Regions from separate parts of the Mus musculus genome. Here region 2 is linked to region 1. The links are chromatin contacts, called in public Micro-C maps. All regions are on one chromosome and are shown on one strand. The core of a region is the stretch at or near the end of the contact, and the rest is flanking DNA. Distances in the headings are between cores, read along the strand shown.

The links. Hi-C and Micro-C count contacts between places; a contact is called where the count stands out from the background.
Region 2: a contact with region 1 is called in a Micro-C map of B cells, with 8 times the contacts expected there. The contact joins the enhancer-like site here to the promoter of Prom1 in region 1. A contact is called at or near these places in 6 of 39 promoter capture datasets (cranial neural crest, embryonic stem cells, pre-B cells and 1 more), 3 of 15 datasets of contacts at CTCF or cohesin (embryonic stem cells, large pre-B cells and pro-B cells), 27 of 484 Hi-C or Micro-C datasets (B cells, the C10 cell line, CD8 T cells and 11 more), 10 of 115 datasets of contacts at active chromatin or transcription factors (bone marrow-derived macrophages, embryonic stem cells, large pre-B cells and 2 more) and 3 of 9 other capture datasets (adipose tissue, liver and macrophages).

Annotation. Positions count from the first base shown.
Region 1 is chr5:44,100,447-44,104,609 of GRCm38.p6, forward strand. It overlaps Prom1 (prominin 1), which reads right to left and starts at 1,290. Exons shown (of 28, transcript NM_001163577.1): 1 at 1,202-1,290.
Region 2 is chr5:43,843,753-43,848,017 of GRCm38.p6, forward strand. No RefSeq gene overlaps it. Among named protein-coding and RNA genes, the nearest start is that of Cd38, 23 kb to the right of the region's middle. Within about 2 kb of position 2,094, at least 22 of the 459 cell types and tissues checked have an H3K27ac peak or open chromatin away from gene starts, as enhancers often do. A contact at or near this core is called in B cells, adipose tissue and pro-B cells, where this site is marked.

The sequences.
Region 1 (4,163 bases), core at 40-2,539:
CCGCCCACAAGAAGCCGAGCAAACCATTCTCCGCCTGGGCATGAGAAAAGTCCACAACTGAACAAGAGAGCAACAGAGCGAGCTCCCGGAGGAAGCAGTAGCTGCAGGAAGCGCCGGTACCTTTGCTCCGCTGCCTTTCCCTACAAGCTGCCGCCAGACCCGGCGCCCTCCTGCCCACCTTCCCCCCTTCTCAGGGGCCTTTCCCGGGCTGCGGAACACAAAAGAACCGACTGCGAGGCGGCGCGCGAAGCTGGGAGCCTCCAGGAATCCGCCGTCGCCTGGGGGAGGGGATCGCCCCTGAGTCCTGTAGTCCGGAGCGCCACCAAGGCATTTCCCCACCCAGTCCTGTTTGAACGCCGGGTTGAGGATTGGAACCTCTCCGACCCATTCTCGGGAACTTAGCTCGAGCCCCGATCCTCCAGCAGCCACGAAGCTCTGCTCAGTCCACATTCCTCTTTGTTGTCCCTGGTCCCCGCATTCTGTCAAGGTATGCCCTGAGCGCTCCTGCTCTCCATCTCTAGGAAAGCTGAAATTCTCGGTGCTGTGTGACCCTAAGGGCTGACTGGAGCCAGGACTTCCAGCCCGGGTGCGTGCGCTTGGCAACGGCCGCAGGGAGGCGGTTTGCCCTTGCACCGGCATCGCCCTCCCGCTGCGGCCAGTAGCACTGTGAGCTGCACATAGGTAGCAGATGGTGGCTGGTGGCCGGGAGTCCCACGTCCTGTCCCCCTCCCCCAGCCTACCCCCCACCTTGGCCTTTCCTGGAGTTTTCCTTACCGCAAAAGAGTTCTCAAGACCCAGACCGAACCTCCTCTCGCCGCCCTTCCCGAAAGCGGGCCGGTGGCCTGAAAGTCTCACCGCCTCCTGCTCTTGTCTCCGGAACCCAGCGACCTCCACCCCTCCACAGGATGGAAGGAGTACCGGAGCGGAGCAATGTGCCGCGGAGAGGAGCCGGCCACCGCCGCGGGAAAAAGTTTGCACGCTCTATAACCAGTCCTCCAGACCCTGGGCTCGCCCACTGGCCGAGACCCACACCACCCTGCAGCCCCTCCAGCTTCGGGAAGACAAACTAGGTTCCCGCCACCTGCTGTGGAGGCAGAGGAAGACGTTGCTCGAGCTTCTCCACTCCTCATCCCTGCCCTGGGTGTTCTAGAAGAGGGGGAGCTCAGCGCCCCGCGCTGGGTCGGCACTCGGAGCAACTCACCTCTCCGGTCCAGCTCTCCTCCGGGTCTCGGAACCCTCCAGCCCCTCGCCTCTAAGCTGGGCTCCTTCCACTTAATTCATGAATTATTTAAGGTCCAGCCCCAGGGCACCACAAGAGTGATTGGGTGAGAGCCCGTCCCACTGCTCCGCCCCGGGTTGGCTAAGGGTGCCTGAGTCAGGACCACGGGACTCCAGGACTCTGGGAACCTGTTGCGTCCTCTAGGGTCTCTGGCAGAGGTTTGGGGATGGAACTAAAGGAACACCGACTCCTTCAGAAACGTACTTACTCAGGGCTGAGCTTAAGGCCAGGTGCCGGGGTCTCCACAAGGCTCGGTAATTTAAAGAGCAGGAGCCTAGGGCTCTGAGTCTGAGCGCACTGATTGGACCTTCTGAGAGGCTACAATGCCCTGGGGACACCCACGGGACAGAGCATTTATTTCCTGCTGAAATCCCTGCTCAGTCCCAGAACACCCTTCTCTATCACCTAATCCTAAATCGCTGCTTGGAAGGCCGCTAGCTCCTAAAATCTCTAACCTCCACACTTTCCTGGCTCTTTAGACACGATACCGGTACTCAGTGCATTTTATTTAAAACAACTAAAAAACAAACAAACAAACAAAAATCATCTAAGGGGGAGAAAAATTGGCTGTAGTGTATCCCTGTGCTATCAGGGACAAACACAACGCTGGTCCTTTTGATCAATTACATTCCTGGATTCAACCAAAAGTGGGTAGAGAATAGACCAAGGAAGAATAGCGCCTCTGGGACATTTTTACCATCAAAGGATGCGTATTAATTGTGTGCGGGTTGTTAGGTAGATGGACGGAGAGATGAAAGAATGGCTGCACAGATGTTGGAAGAATAGGTATGTGGACACATGGCCTTTTAAAAATAGTTTACGTGTATGAATGTTTTGCCTGCATGAATGTATGTGTAGCACTTTACCGTGGAGTTGGTCAAAAGAAGGTGTTGGCTTCCCTGTCACTGGAGTTACAAAGGGTTGTGAGCTGCCATACGGGCTGGGTGCAGGGAATTAAACTCTGCAAAGAGGGAGTGCCTCTGCCAAAACAACCGATGCTTTATACCACTCACCAATCTCCCCAGCCCTGACAAATGAACTTTAATTTAGTAATTTTCTCACCACAAAATATAGCATACACTGAGGATGGGCAGGGGAAGGTGAAATTGAAATTGACCTCTACACGGCGAAGGTGTAGAAAGAGTTCATTCAGAAAGACCACTGAGAAACCACGGAAAACTGAAGCAAGCAGTGTTGGAGTACTAGAGAAGTCTAAGATGGCCAGTTCTCCCCTTTACAGTCTCCTGGGCTCCACAGCTTTCCTGCTCAGAGGCAGACAGGCTACTGAGGATGGTGTTAGCTTGAGACTTGAGTTCTCTCTCCTGGGAGCTCCTAGCTGTCCCCGAGCTGCCTATTTTACCAGCATGGGCACTCATGGCCTTATCACTCTGAATCCAGCTTCTGTGTCTGCAAACCAGCACAGGGCTGGCTACCCGTACTCCTTCTCGTTCCTTGTACATCCACAAAGTTCGGGCAGCGGTGTGATAAGGCTCTACGCCATGTGTTCTAAGCGGATTTTTTATATGAACTTACCAACAAGAGCTTTCTAATATCTTATCAATGATTAACTGTGTGGTGCAGGCTTGCCAGAGGTCACATAGTTACTGAAGCCCCAAAGTTGAACCCAGCTCTGGCCTCCAGAACCCAGAGAATAGGTGAAATAGGTCTCTGACCAGTGCCACATTGAATTGAAATGGATGTCCATTGCTGTGTGATTTTTCCCCCCTGTGGAGATGTGAGCAAATGTCTAATGTTCGCTGACATTAAACTAAATATGCAGCTTTCTAAATCTAGCTTGATGAACAAAATAGTTTCAGGGGATTACTTATAGGAATGTGAGTAGGAGGCTGATTCCATGAGCTCGGGTGACACAAAGGTGACTACATCAATGGAAAAGCCCATCCCTGTAAGGATAACAGTCCATGAAAGAGCTACATTGTACCTGGGTGGTGGTCCCAGCACATGGGAAGCAGAGGCAGGCAGATCTCTTGAGTTTGAGGGCAGCCTGGTCTATTGAGTGCGTTTCAGGACAGCCGGGACTACACAGAGAAACCCTGTTGTCTGGAAAAGACAAAAAATAACAACAACAAATAATAACAACTACTGGAGCCCGATGAACAGCTTGCAAGCAGCTCCACAGAATTCCGGAGCAATTGTGTAATGCTACCCTGAGGCCTTGTGAGTCTTGCAAGTTTCGGAGCTTTGCTGAGCCTCCTGATCCTTGGTTTTTCTGAATCTTACCAAGCTCCCTCCTCCCTGCAGGAAGGGCTGGTTCAAGCCAGAGGAAGTGGCTACACAACCATCTGCCTTCCCATCGCTTAGGACACAGTGCTTCAACAGTTCCTTACATTTCCACATTCTAGCCTAACCCCTATTCTGCCTGAACGATTTTCTATGTTTAACATGAACAAATGAATAAGAACAAAACCCAATGGTAAGATATATCCTGGGTAGCCTTAAGTCAAAGAGAGAGCTAGCTCAGCAGTTACAATCTCCTGCTGCTCTTGCAGAGGGTACAAATTTAGTTCTCAGTACCATGTGGGTGCCTCACAACAGCCTGTAGTACCAGCTCTAGGTCTCCTATACCACCACCTTCTGGTCTTCTCTGGTAACTGCACTCAGGTGCACATACAAACCAATCCACATAATTTAAAATAAAGTTTTTAAATGTAACAAGGGCCATACAGTTTTATAGACGAAGCATTGGGTGGGGATTATAATAGCTCTGTAGAAGAGCATGTGATTAGCATGTCTGAGACTCAGGTTCTAGTACTATACGAAGAGTGGAGGCAGCATGCAGACACAGTGGTATATGCCCATAATTCCAGAACTAGGAAGACCAGGGTATTCAAGGCCAGCATGAATGACAAAAGCAAGAAAGCCT
Region 2 (4,265 bases), core at 844-3,343, 260 kb before region 1:
ACCTGACACTTTCTTTTCTTTCTTTTCTTTTCTTTTTTTTTTTTTCAAGACAGGGTTTCTCTGTATAGTCTTGGCTGTCCTGGAACTCACTTTGTAGACCAGGCTGGTCTCGAACTCAGAAATCCGCCTATCTCTGCCTCCCAAGTGCTGGGATTAAAGGCGTGCGCCACCACCGCCCGGCGACCTGACACTTTCAATGCTTTGAACCCAAATAAATTGTTTCTGGATGAAGTAGCCTATGTGAGTTGTGTTGTAATAGTCCAAAGATGGATGGCTCTCCAGTCACTTTCATCCTCATCACTATCATCATGGATATAGTTAGCACTGTTGAGTTATATGCAGCCCGCCTTCCCCCTTTTATACCCAGCTTTTATACCCAGCACACACCCAGGCACCCAGTAGGCACATGCAGTCCCCCTTCCAGACTAGGATTCTCTGGGACTTGTGAGTCACAGCCAAGACAGGGGTGGGGAACACAGTCAGATTCAGGAGGATGAAGAACAGATGTGAGATGTGAGGCACTATAGAGTAACAAAGACTTGACATATGGTAGAGGTCCATTTGATAGTTACCATAGCTTACTGTAAAAATGCTGTCACTTCTTAGAGGCGCCATGCCCAGCTCCCTGTCACCCAGATCACTTCATTGCTAGAGCCCACTTGTGCCCTATTTTCTCTTCGTTGGGTATTTGAACTTGCTGTTCTCTCTTCATTGACCTTTCTTCCTACTCTGTCATTTATCTGGCAGATTCAAAGCCCTGCTTAGACATTGGACGTCACCTCCTCTCCTAGAACCTTTTTTAGTTTAGAAAAACAATAACACTATTCTGACCCACCCCCTACAGCCTTCCTAGTCTTCTTCCTTTGTTTGTTTGTTTGCTTTCTGCTTTGTTTTGTTTTTTCCTGAGACAGGATTACTCTGGGTAGCCCTGGCTGTCCTGGAACTCATGATGCAGACCAAGCTGTCCTCAAACTCACAGAGATCCACAGGTCACCTGCCCCTGACTCCCAAGCACTGGGATTAAAGGCATACACCAACACTGCCTGGCCCTATTCCTCACTTTTTTTCTCTTACCTCCTTGGCCTCCATGAAATCCACTATAGGTCCCTTGCCATTGTCTTGCTATTTTTGTGTGGGTGGTCTTTGCCAAACCTGGATTTAATCTGGACGGTGGCTTCCTGGCTTCCTTGAAGACTTAACCATCTTTGCAGGCCTGGCTTAGCTGAGTTTGAGACATTTGGACATAAGTGATTCAATGTGAACTAAGCTTTGAAAAAAAATGCACTTTTTGCAAGTCTTTCGTGGAGGAGACCAGGAATGGGCAGAGACAGTATTAAAAGTATGGTGAGCCACACTTTTCTGTATTTATTCTACATTTCAGTAAAATCTTTGAAGTGTCTGGTATTTCTTGTGTGTGTGCGCGAGAAGGAAGCAGAGAGAGAAAATGCTGCCGAGGACTATTTGGCTCAGAGAAAACAGAAGCAAAGGGCCAAATTTACTTTGGAGCCAACCAGCTCCTCAGGCTGATCTCACGGAAGTAGGAGCCAAGGGGTGTCTCTCAGACTGTCTTGGAGAACACAGTGTCCGCTCCTTCAGGTTGCCTGGGTTACAGGGGTCTTCCACAGTCACCCACAGCACACTAACCTGTGACTTAATTAGATGCTGGCTGCACTTTGGAATTCTGTGAAGAAAAAAAATGAAAGCTTTTTTTTTCTAAAGATAATAGTAGTGTTTCTCTTTTTCTGAACGTAAAATGAATGATACCTTCTCACTTGAGAAAAAATTCCAATATAGAAAAATGGGGGAAAAGATAATAGATATCATTCTGATAGCCGAGGCTATGTATGTATCAAAGCTTTCCCTGTGTGTGTGTTCATACATGTTTATATTTTTTCTGTAACACTGGCTATGTGAAGACTTCACACAGACTCAGGCTCTGGCCCTTGTATAACTTAAAACTCTACCACTGAGGTACATGCCAGCCAAAATTCCATACTTTTAAGCCTAGTGTTCAGGGTTATCTTCCTGTGATCTAAAGCACTGTTCTAGCCCTGTGCCTGGAAGGGGCTCCACCCCACGTCTTCTCTCAGTTCCCCATTCTCAGTACCAACCTGCTGTCCATCTGTCAGCAGGTGAAGGCTTCACCCCAGCTCTTCTCACAGCAAGGGAGTCAGGCCAGAGCTCCAGTTAAAACACCCCAAAGCTTACACTCCAGAGAGAGACTAGAAAGCAGGGTCTAGGGGTTCAGTAGCACACTGGGCTGGGCATTGTGGATTTTTAGGAAATCTTAGGATTCTTTATGGGTTGAGTGGTTCATTTCCAGGGTCAGGTGGCTTTCCCCCGTTACCTCTCAAACAATGATATACTGGATATGGCTATTAGGAAAATTCTTCCCATGATGCTTTGGAAAATCCCAAGGGAAGGGCTCAAAACCACAATGTAAATGTTTTTATAAGGGAGTCGCAGATGTTCTGTTCAGGATGTGTGTGTGTGTGTGTGTGTGTGTGACAATTGGGATGTGATCAGGCACCAGCCTCTGAAACAGAACCTGGTTCAGCTTCAAAGCTGCTTCAGCACAATAAGGGAATTCTGAGTGTCAGGAGACACAGAGCTGCAGTCCCCTTGGTTACCTCCTGTTTAACCCCTTCCTCTCCCTCTTACAACCGTCAGGTTTGCTCTCTCTGCAGGACCCACTGTTCATTCCAGACCTAGTGACTTTTATTGTGAAGTCTCTCTTGAGGATGCTGACCGCATCTGTTTGTCCCTGCTTCTGTGGACAGTGGCTGAAGGAAGGAACCACTCTTGGATGTGCATGCATCTCTTAACTCTCATCAAAGGAGCTTCTTTCTTCAGTGGTTGGCAGTTAATACAGAGACTCACAGTCTGTCACAGTGTAGGGAAGAAACTTTGGCATGTTCCGCCCTAAGTAGAACATCTCCATCACACTTCTTCTCCCAAGGCTCAGGAATCTTTGTAGAAGAGGTAGACAGCTACAAGGAAATAGTATTCATCCCTTCACCAAAGGGTAGCTACACATAAGAACTCACAGTGGATTGTGAGAGTGTGCACAGGACCTTTGCAAAAGCTCAAGCCAGACAAAATCCCAGCCTGGAAAAGGGAGGTTATTCAACGACCCCCCCCACACACACACACACACTTAACTGTGTAGCTATTGTCATCTAATAGCTGCAGCCGGGGGAGGGGGGTCAGTTTTCTTAAAGGATGTAGCTCCTGGTAGGTCAACTAAGGTCCAGTGGAAGGCCAGATAGCTAGAAGTACATGAGTAGAACAAACTAGATTTGATTGGTGAAGAAGAAGAAGAAGAAGAAGAAGAAGAAGAAGAAGAAGAAGAAGAAGAAGAAGAAGAAGAAGAAGAAGAAAGAAGAAGAGGAGGAGGAGGAGGAGGAGGAGGAGGAGGAGGGGAGGGGGGAGGGAAAGGGGGATGACAACAAGAGAAGGAAGAGGAGGAGGGGGAGGAGGAACAAGGCAAAATCAACACTAAGTTGGGCAGCTAAGCAAAGGAAGGTAGATCTGGGAAGACTTGGGGTAGTAAATATGACCAAAACATATTGTATGAAATTCTCAAAGAGCTAATAAAAATTGAAAAGAAAAGTGTCATAGGGTTCCATTGCTGTGAAGAGACGCCATAACCAAGGCAACTTCTATAAAAGACAGAATTTAATTAAAGCTGATGGTTTCAGAGGTTTAGTCCATTATCATCATGCAGGAAGCATAGCAGCATTCAGGCAGACATGGTGCTGGAGGAGACAAGAGTTCTACATCTTGACTGGAAAGCAGCAGAAGGAGGAGACAACTGTTTTCCACAGGCAGCCAGGAGGAGCCTCTGAAATTCCACACTGGGTAAAGCTTAAGCATGAGCCCTTAAAGCCTTCCCCCACAGTAATGCACTTCCTCCAAGGCCACACCTCCTAATAGTGCCACTTCCCTTGAGCCAAGCTTGTTCAAACCACCACAAACAGTATAAATAAAATGGAATGATTCACCAGGTTTGGGGAACAACAAGAACAGAAACCATCACAGGGAAGCAGCCCAATAGTATGGCAAAGAGCATGGATTCTGGGGCCAAACACTCTAGACCAAATGCCACTTTATCACCTGCTAACTGTGTAGCCCTGGACAAATTGCTTACAGTAAGATGCTTGATATTGTTTTAAGTAAGGATTGTAAGAACTCATGATCAGACAACATGCGTAGTAGACCCAGATATGAGGCATGTTTTTAGTACTGTGAAAGTGTTGGGGCTT